Linked DNA regions of Zea mays: all the other regions are linked to region 2. Evidence: chromatin contacts called from public Hi-C data. All regions are on one chromosome and are shown on one strand. Each heading gives the region's core, a stretch centred on a gene start, on an enhancer-like site or on the middle of the called end of the contact. The rest is flanking DNA. Distances are from core to core; before and after follow the strand shown. Region 1 holds the start of LOC100193107. Region 2 holds the start of LOC100281652. Region 3 holds the start of LOC100282629 (Signal peptide peptidase-like 4).

Region 1 (3,084 bases), core at 301-2,800, 470 kb after region 2:
GATAGGAAGGGTGGTGGATAACAGACAAGTGGCCGGCCTTATCAGCATTTCCCTTATCTCCTTGACAACCACGAGTAGACCGTTGGCACAACAACCAGCCATGGAGGCAAATCATCATAAGATCCACTTTTATATATGTATTATGAGATATTAACTAGTAACAAGTCCAGACAGACGAACTAGCACCCACCAGCTTGACATACATCCAATCCAAAAAAGGATACAACCATCACGACCATTATACTACTATTTCACTACTATTTCGTAAGTAGATAGACTAGCATTGTAGAGTGCAGTGCAGACATCCATCTGTTCTTGTAAAAGAACCACCACCATCACCAGGGAAAGGAAGACAACAATCACTCGAAGGCCCACTGGTTCTCCATGCGGATCTCATCCTCCTCCTCTTGGGTGAAGTCGTTCTTGATGCTGAATGTCTTGCGGATCTCCTCCGGAGTCTTGCCCTTGATCATGTCAGCAACCGTCTGGCAGGTCAGGTCCAGCAATCCCTTGATGTTCAGATAGTTGGCAGCCTGAAAATACAGTTCCATTATGTCAACCAGCAATGGCAGAAAATAACACAAATCACGTCCAATTACATGTGGATTGAAGTGTATTGGAATGAATTTGGATGGATTTAAACCGACTCAATACCACCCAATCCACGTGGCGGTCAAACGAACAATCCCCAAAGTGTGCAAAAGTCGCAAGTACAAGCCAAATTCTGTCTGACTAGCTAGTTAAATTATCTCACTGCAAACCAAATATCATCCCCGCCTGTAGCTAGCTTGATACGGGTGCATTGTTGTTACGAATAATAGCAACAGCATGATTTATCAACAGTGTTCCTAGCCACATCACAGTTTTTGTGGTTGATTGATTCCAGAGCAGCAGGGGCTAGTACAACATCTCTTATGAGATAAAAAAAATTGATTGGTTACGGACCTCCACCACGACGCACAACCAATCAATCAATATATACTGATCTAATCCGAACCCTAGAAAGACAGTAGCAGATCTAATCTAACCTATACATAGACAGGAATCGCAAAAGAAGCAAGGGGAGGGGAGGTTACCGACCAGGATGAGGTCGAAGAGCGTAGCCTGGTCCACCTTGACGAACTTCGCGTCCCAGCTCTTGAGGTCCTCGCCGCCCTCGGAGGCAGCGGAGTCAGCGGGTTTGGCGGCGGCGTGGACGTGACTGTTGCAGTACTCGATGACCTTAGAGAGGATCCTGGAGTTGACGTTGGGGAGCGGGATGCCGTTGTCGGCGCAGTCGTCCTCGATCATGTGGCGGAGAGTCTGCGACTCCATGGCCACCGCTTCCTCCACCTCGAACTCCTCTAAGTCGGAGCTCCTGAGCGTGATCATCCTCTTGTTTTCGCCCTCGGACGCCATCGATGGATCGACGAGAGATGAGGCGACGAAACCCTAGCTAGTTGCAGCGATTTGATCTGTGATGGTCGATTGCGAGGGAAACGCCTCTCCTGACTACTTTTCCTTCGATTCGCCTGCCCTGCCCTCTTTAGTTTGGCCTCATAAGTTATTTATGAAAGGTAGCCGGCAATGAACAGATTTAGAGGTGTTTGAATGCACTAGAGCTAATAGTTAGTCGCTAAAATTAGTTAAGACATCCAAACACTCTAGCTAATAGTTTAGCTATTAGCTATTTTTGATAAATTAATTAATAGTTAGATAGTTATTTGTTAGCTATCTAATTCTACTAACAATTTTTAGTCAACTAACTATTAGTTCTAGTACATTCAAACACTCCAAATCTAAAATAAATTATATTTTAAGATGGTGTGAGTATTATATTAATTATCTTATATAATAATAATTATAATAACCAAATTATCCTGCACCTATGATTATATATATAGTTATTATTATTCATTATAATTTGTTTTTTAGAATAATATTTATTTTAGGATATTAGTATATGCATTCTAGATTCATTGTTATCCATTTAAATATGGACATAAAAATAAAAGCTAGAACGGACTAAGTATATTTTATCGTGGTGTAGGAATCCTCAGTAATAACACTTAGACAGTCAGTAGTTTACTCATAGTTTAATTAAAACATTATTTATAGATTACACTATTCGTAGAGTTTAATAGTAGAGTTTAAATGTAGAGTAGAGTTTAATAGTTTACTTAAAACACTATTTATATACTTTTCTGCACTATAAACTACACTATTGTAGAGTTAAATATAAGTAGGATGGGTAAGCTACTAAAGATAGTCTTGGGTACAAACAATTCTCATGCTGCCGATTCTTGCACTTTATTTTTTTCTGTTTATAGGGCCAAATTTTGTTATTCTCTCCATAAGAAAAAACTGTGGCCATGACCAGATGAGCTATCCGCGACTAGTAGTATATAGCATACACTCCCTTTTGTGTATCCTGCTACTGCCAGTGCTCAAAGAAAAAAAACAAATGGTACACCGGGACACATTTATTAATGGTCAGTCATCACAGATGTAGATGTTCTTGTTACAGATAACAATTCTGGAACAAAAAATCCCTTTTATTTACATGTACTGAAACAAACGGGGGTTCTTGTTGGCGCACATCCTCACTCAAGGCGCACATCCTCAATTACTATAGCTTAGCCTGCCCAATGGAAACAGATCATGGTAGAGAAACCAAAATCTGTTAAACTTCCTCGATGACAAAAGCTGTAGATTCATAATTGCAGGTGACAAGGGCAACCCTCGAAGAGAATACAGTAGCTGAACAAATGTAAAAGAAGGGAGAAATCGACAGCAGCACCTGCATCCGAGTGAGGACTGGGGCTCTCGCCCTTGAAGCCGTTTGCTGAGTGAGCTGGTAACCTCAACTCAGTGTTATACATGGACCAAGAAACTAAATCTCCAGAATAAAACTGACCCCTGTATGTTAGTTCGGATATTGTATATTTCTTATGAAAGATCAAATGATCCTCGGCCTTCCAGGATCGCATAAAGCAACTTCTTGCGCATGATTTCCTGTCCAAACAATAGCAACAGCCCGTCAGCAGGAACCATCAGAATGTCAAGCTGACTTTTTAGTGATAAAACAGCAAGGACACTGTACTT
Region 2 (2,992 bases), core at 273-2,772:
GAGGAATTTTTCAATAGCCACTCCAAGGCTCCACCTTCTTTCCAGTAGCACATTAGTGGAGCGAGTTTTCTCAAAATTCAAGCTTCTAACAGATGAAATACCTACAGAGTCCTGATTTCTGCTAGCCACCATGTCTGCCATGTCCGATGAGGCAGAGTGAAGGATACGGGAACCATGAGTCTGGCTTTCAGCACCAGGCAGTACACCTCTGTTTCTTAAATCGTCGATGTCGGTAACCGGAATCCCACGGCATTTTGGATAGAACGTGCCTTTTCCGTCCTTGACCCCCCTTGTCCAGGTTCCTACATAGTAGCCAGAGTCCTTCCATGTGTAGATTCCATAGCCATGCATGGCACCATCTAACCAGTTCCCTTCAAATGAATCTCCATTGTTCCATGTGAGAATTCCTTTGCCTGACATGACCCCATCTTTCATGGCGCCAACATAAGTGTTCCCATTTGCCCAGGTATAGGTGCCATGCCCCTGCATTTGCCCATGCACCCAAGAACCTTGAAAAGTGTCTCCGTTGGGATATGTCTGTAGGCCAAGGTGGCCATGCTTAAGATTCAGCTTCCAGCCTCCCCTGTAACTGTTAAGCCCGGCGGTATACGTTCCCTGACCATAAATGTAGCCACCGGAGTAGTCACCTGTGTAGGTGGCCCCTGTTGGCCACAGCGTCTTGCCTCGGCCATGCCTGAGGCCTCTCCTCCAATCACCCTCATAAACACAACCATCGGACCAGATATAACAACCTGGGCCATGTGGCGTGTTGCCCGATAACGCGCCACGATAAGTATCCCCATTAGGCAGTATAAGCTCTCCAACTCTAGAGTCAGAGTTTGTTTGATCTGAATGCTGGGTTGTCCCTGGGAGTAAGATACCAGCAGCTTGAGGCTCATCATGGAGAAGAGGCGCCACAGGGGTGGCCATGCCATGCATACAGCTCACAGCTCAGCAGGGGCTGCGGCAAGAAGATAAAACAGGCTGCACAAAATGATGATGACGACGACGACGACGACGACGACGACAACGACGAAAGTAATAAGGGATTAGATGAGTTACAATTGCAAGTCCGCGAGATCTGCTCGCTGTCTCCGATCCGTATTGTTGCAATTCATGAGTGTTGGATCTTGGCAGGGGACCCTTTTGTAATGAATTGCGTGCTGAGAAGTGGTGAGCATAGTAATAAATAATAAAGTGGCGTGAATCTGATCCCCGTCCCCGTGCCGGAGATGAGAAGAAAAAAAAAGAATGATGAAACAGAACACCCTGCCTGCATGCATTGCATGCGTATCTGGTTCAAACCCAAATAATTAACTAATGAGATTATTCCTCAGGTAATGGAATCGAAAAATACTGGGGGCGGCCCGAGGAGTGACGGTGGGGGAATCAGACTAGTACGTAGCTAATAGAGGAATCCATCCGGGTATTGGTTGCCTCACCTTCACCTCCGGCTGACGGCCGCGGGCGTGGTGGCTGGTGGTTTCTTTTCTTCAAATCAAAATTGGCGAGTCGCCGGCGACGGCACCGCCCCCCACGGGGAGTGTCGGTTGAGGTTTGGGTTGGACTGGACTGGACTGGGCTGGGCTGGGCTGGGCCTGCCTTCATTCTCATGGTATGGGAAAGTTGTTTATTGATTTACGAGCAAAGTGAAAATAATCTACGTGCGTACGTAGTCTAGAATGTGTGTATTTTGTATTTATCTAAAATGCATGAGAATTTTTTTTTCCTAAAAAACAAATCCATATATATATATATCCTGGGCTTCCAAATAACTGTAGATTACAGGTTGCCGGGTATGTAAATTACATACCTCCGCTGATCCGCTGATGGAAGATCGCCGGAACAGTAGCAGATGCTCTGGCCGGCCGGTAGTACTCTCGATCGATCGATCTATCTCATGCTCTGGCCGGAAGATCGCCGGAACAGCAGCAATCCATGCATCCAACACCTAGCTACCATATGCATTTGTAGCTTGCTACTGCTATAAGTAAGTAGTACATATGTACTCCGACATGCATGCATAAGCATCTACTATATATATAAGCATATGCTTTACTATCTTTTTCTTTTCTGGATACACATGAAGAAGATCAAAGAAATATTTCTTCCACTAGGTCACGAATACTTTTACCCTGCCTTTGTTAGCTGGAGCTTTTGGTACGTAGCTTTTGCTTCTCTAGCTAGCTACAAGGCGCCTCAGGGTTCGTAGCTTCTTCAAGCTAGCTAACGAAAGATCGAGTCACCGCCGAGCATCTCGAATCAAATCCATGCGTGTCCACCGCAGCCATTTGTCAAATTAATAAATAACTAAAAGTCGTCGACATAGCTAGCAGGTAGCAGCTAGCTAGCGTGGGGGAATATATTCATGCACGCATGCATGCATGTTCATCTTATAATAAATAAATGCATTATTGTGCGATGCTCATCGTTGAAAAATAAATCTTCTTTTTCTTCCTTGTATTATTATTGATCGGCCAGAATTAAATTTGGCGCTCTAGGTCGGTTGTGTGGCTTTACTGGCCTGATCTGAACCAAGGGCTGAACAAAATACTCGTGGCTCGCCAGTTCGTTCGATTCGTAGTCAGTTTGGTTCTATCGTTTCGACTCGTTCCAATTTTGTCATTAGCTGATCTAGTATCTCGATCGGTTAATGAGCCAAGCTCGTTAGCTCAAATAAGCTAGCATTTATGAGCAAACAAAACCTACACTAATGTTGAATGAACTAATAAGTAATGAATTATATTAATTTAGTGTTGAAATATGAAATTATGAGCATTATTATTCTTTTTCTAATATTAAATTGGTCTGAAATTAACTAGCAATTGAATATATTGTTAGATAGTATATGTATATTGTTTTTTTGGCTCGTGAACTAAATAAGCTTGACAAACGAAATAAGTCAAGCTAATTCTATAGCTCGGTTTTTAACGAGTCCAAAGCTAGTTTATTACCTTAATGCCCATCTCACGCCCGTTTCGCTCATCCGTTG
Region 3 (2,938 bases), core at 246-2,745, 510 kb before region 2:
GTCGGTTTCATTCTTTTCGCAGACCATCTTGTACAATTCTGTAGAGTAAATGCATGATAGAATTAGTGAAACCAAATACTGATACAAGTTGATCATTTTAATATCCTAAAAACGTAATGCAAGGTGTTGTTGGAGGAACATGGCTAGGATAATACATAACATTTTTACAAGAAGCAATGCCACAAGTTATAGATAGGGAAACAAGACAGCGCTCAAAACGCACCGTGGACATGGTTTATGATTACTATAGCAGAAGCACCAGCAGCTTCAGCAAACTTTGCTTTCTTTGTGAATTTGCACTTTCCCCTTTGAACTAAAAGAACATCTCCAGGAACCTAGAACGAGAATGAAACAATTAGAGGACAGAGCCACTAGGGGTTAGAAGATAGGCTGCAATAACTTAAGTTGCGGTTAGATTATAGGGATGAAAACAGATTCTTATTCGGATATCAATTGTTTTGATCTTTTTTCTTTGATTGTGAATAAATAGAATATATAATATGCTATACAAATTTGTATTCTTGTTTTTAGCATTGAGCTTGTAAACATTCATAAAAGGTAAATCTCAAATTTATTATATATCTTCTCAAACGATAGATATAAAATTCGGATACGGATACATATACTTTTACACTTTTTTGTTGTTGTAGGGAGTAAATAATGCATAAAACAATTTTATGCAAAATTTTATTCTTGTAGTAATGTGATTGATAACATAGGAAAAGGTCAATATCGAATTTCATACATATCTATTTTAAAATATTAAATTTATCCTAACAATTCGGTTACCCACTTTCATCACTAGTTGGATAATACCCACCTTATGTTTCGGAGGAGAGCAGCAGTCCATAGGGTCTGCCAGCGTGAGTTTAGTTCGGTTTGCGTGCTTCTCCTTGGAGACGATTTTTGGACCAAACCGAGCACCGACGCCAACAAACTCGCCACCCTCTTTGCCATTGACCCAGCTTTGCACTTTTACCTTGACAAATAGTACAAAGAAATGGAGAATCGATTTCAGTACTAAACAGAAACATTTGTGTGTGTGTTGGGGGGGGGGGGGGGGGGGGGGGGGGCAGCTGCTTAATTAAGGGTTAGGGAAAAGGCTAAGACTTTGTGATCTTACCAGGATAAAATCGTTGGAGCATCCAGGGATCTTGGGTGCCTCGTCATCGTGGTGGACGATATCACCGCCGGCCGCTGCCCCCGCCAGCGCTGACACCGTGAGCACCACCAACACCGCCGCCGCGGCCATGTTCTCTCCCTCTCTCAAACCACCCCCAAGAGCAAGAGGCCTGCTTTGACCCTCGCCGGAAATGGAAGGGGATGGAGACGACGGAAGGTGACAGGAGAATCGCAGAATCGCCACCTGCCTCGCCGAGTGCCCTCCTCCGTTTGGGATTCGGGTTTAGGGTTAGATCGGATTCCGCGGTCTACTACTGTGCCCCCGTCTCTTTGTTCACTCGAAAAATTAACTGCTTGTCACGAGTTTGGGTACTATTGACCCCAGTCCACATATGTTGACTTAGATAGGATGTAATTTAAACTAATTTATACTTTAATCCACCTCAACACGATAATACATATGAATTTTGATCAATAATAAAGTACCCAAATAAAACCTTAAGGCCTCGTTCGGCAGATGTGAATCAAAACCGGATCAGTAACCAATCCAGCCACTTAATCATGGTCACTAGTCTGTTTCTTGGCTGGGAATCAATCCGAAAGGTGGATTGTCTGAGTTTGTTCCAGGCCAAAGATTAAAGGGTTAGCTCGAATTCAAGCGGTTTTCTTTTCGGCCAATATCAAAACGAATAGTTCTAGCAGGTGGAACCGGATTCCAAACCAGACTCGTTCATTCCGCCTGGAATACAGCTACGAACTGTCCAATCAGCTCAAAGCGAACGAGCACTAAGGGTGGTGTTTGAATGCCTCCAGATAGTTTATAATATTAATTTAATTAATTTTAAAAATATTTTTAATTTAAATAACAAATAAAATGACTTGTCTAAATGTCTTCTAAAAGCTTAGAGCTCCAGTTTCATTATTTTCTGGAGCACCTAATAATCTGTTTCACCAACTCCACCAAATTTACTGGAGTTAGAACTGCCCCAAACATAACCTTAGAAGTGGTGGCAAATTTTTACTATGTCATGACTGTGGTGTCAGTAACACAATGTAAATGGATGCTAAAGTAAAGTGGCGAAATATCAAATTCCTCTTGTTCACTCCCATCTCAGTCTTTCTCGACTCTTGTTTTTACCGACTACTCCGTCGGTCCTAGAACGATACATTTTATACCTAAGAAATTAAATAATTTTAAAATTAACTAAATTTAAAATATAATTAAAAATATGTAGCTAAGTGTACAAATTATCATAATTGACATACCAAAATAAACAAAACTACAATATATAAATCACAAATCAAAATCTCTACTACTTCTTAAGAATAGAGTGTAGGCATCCACGGTGCATGGTTCTGCCTTCCTCCCGTCCCACCGATCCGTCTTCCCCTTCCCCTAATCACGCACCCCCTACCCCGCGGATCCACTGCTGCCGCCCCCTATCGCGGGCAGGAGTCATATCTCCCTTCTCCTTCTTAAACACCATCGCCATCACCGTGCCGTTGTGGAGTCCTATCTCCCTCTCAAACGTCGGCACGCGGTGGATCTGCAACCCATGCCAGGATGTGGTCGGGGACAAGCTAGGGCGTGCCCTCCCGCCCCATCTCCCCCACCGAGGCTCTAGACCGCCATGCTTGTGTCTGCTGCGGGACGTCTATGCCGCCATCGCCCTCGCTCGGCCCCCTCCGCGCACGCACAAACCACTGTTCCCCCGCTCACTCCACCGATCCCCCTCCCCTCGGATCCTCCCTGCAAATTAGATCCCACCGAGTGCTCGCCCTGCCCGCGTCCCTCGCTGCTTCCCTACCTCGTCGC

Evidence for each region. Hi-C and Micro-C count contacts between places; a contact is called where the count stands out from the background.
Region 1: a Hi-C map of endosperm shows a contact between it and region 2, with 2.1 times the contacts expected there. The contact joins the promoter of LOC100193107 here to the promoter of LOC100281652 in region 2. A contact is called at or near these places in 5 of 25 Hi-C or Micro-C datasets (bundle sheath, ear, endosperm and 2 more).
Region 3: a Hi-C map of leaf shows a contact between it and region 2, with 2.0 times the contacts expected there. The contact joins the promoter of LOC100282629 here to the promoter of LOC100281652 in region 2. A contact is called at or near these places in 6 of 25 Hi-C or Micro-C datasets (bundle sheath, ear, endosperm and 3 more).

The regions. Positions count from the first base shown.
Region 1 is chr5:68,408,504-68,411,587 of Zm-B73-REFERENCE-NAM-5.0, forward strand. LOC100193107 reads right to left here and starts at 1,551. Exons shown (of 2, transcript NM_001138269.1): 1 at 1,081-1,551; 2 at 118-533. The coding sequence starts at 1,398. The coding sequence ends at 360. LOC103626504 reads right to left here. Exons shown (of 17, transcript NM_001352177.1): 16 at 3,083-3,084; 17 at 2,448-2,994. The coding sequence ends at 2,929. It also overlaps a transcript of LOC100193709 not described here.
Region 2 is chr5:67,936,928-67,939,919 of Zm-B73-REFERENCE-NAM-5.0, forward strand. LOC100281652 reads right to left here and starts at 1,523. Exons shown (of 9, transcript NM_001154571.2): 1 at 1,443-1,523; 2 at 1-1,163. The coding sequence starts at 930.
Region 3 is chr5:67,427,130-67,430,067 of Zm-B73-REFERENCE-NAM-5.0, forward strand. It overlaps LOC100282629 (Signal peptide peptidase-like 4), which reads right to left and starts at 1,496. Exons shown (of 14, transcript NM_001155537.2): 1 at 1,124-1,496; 2 at 821-979; 3 at 224-335; 4 at 1-38. The coding sequence starts at 1,252.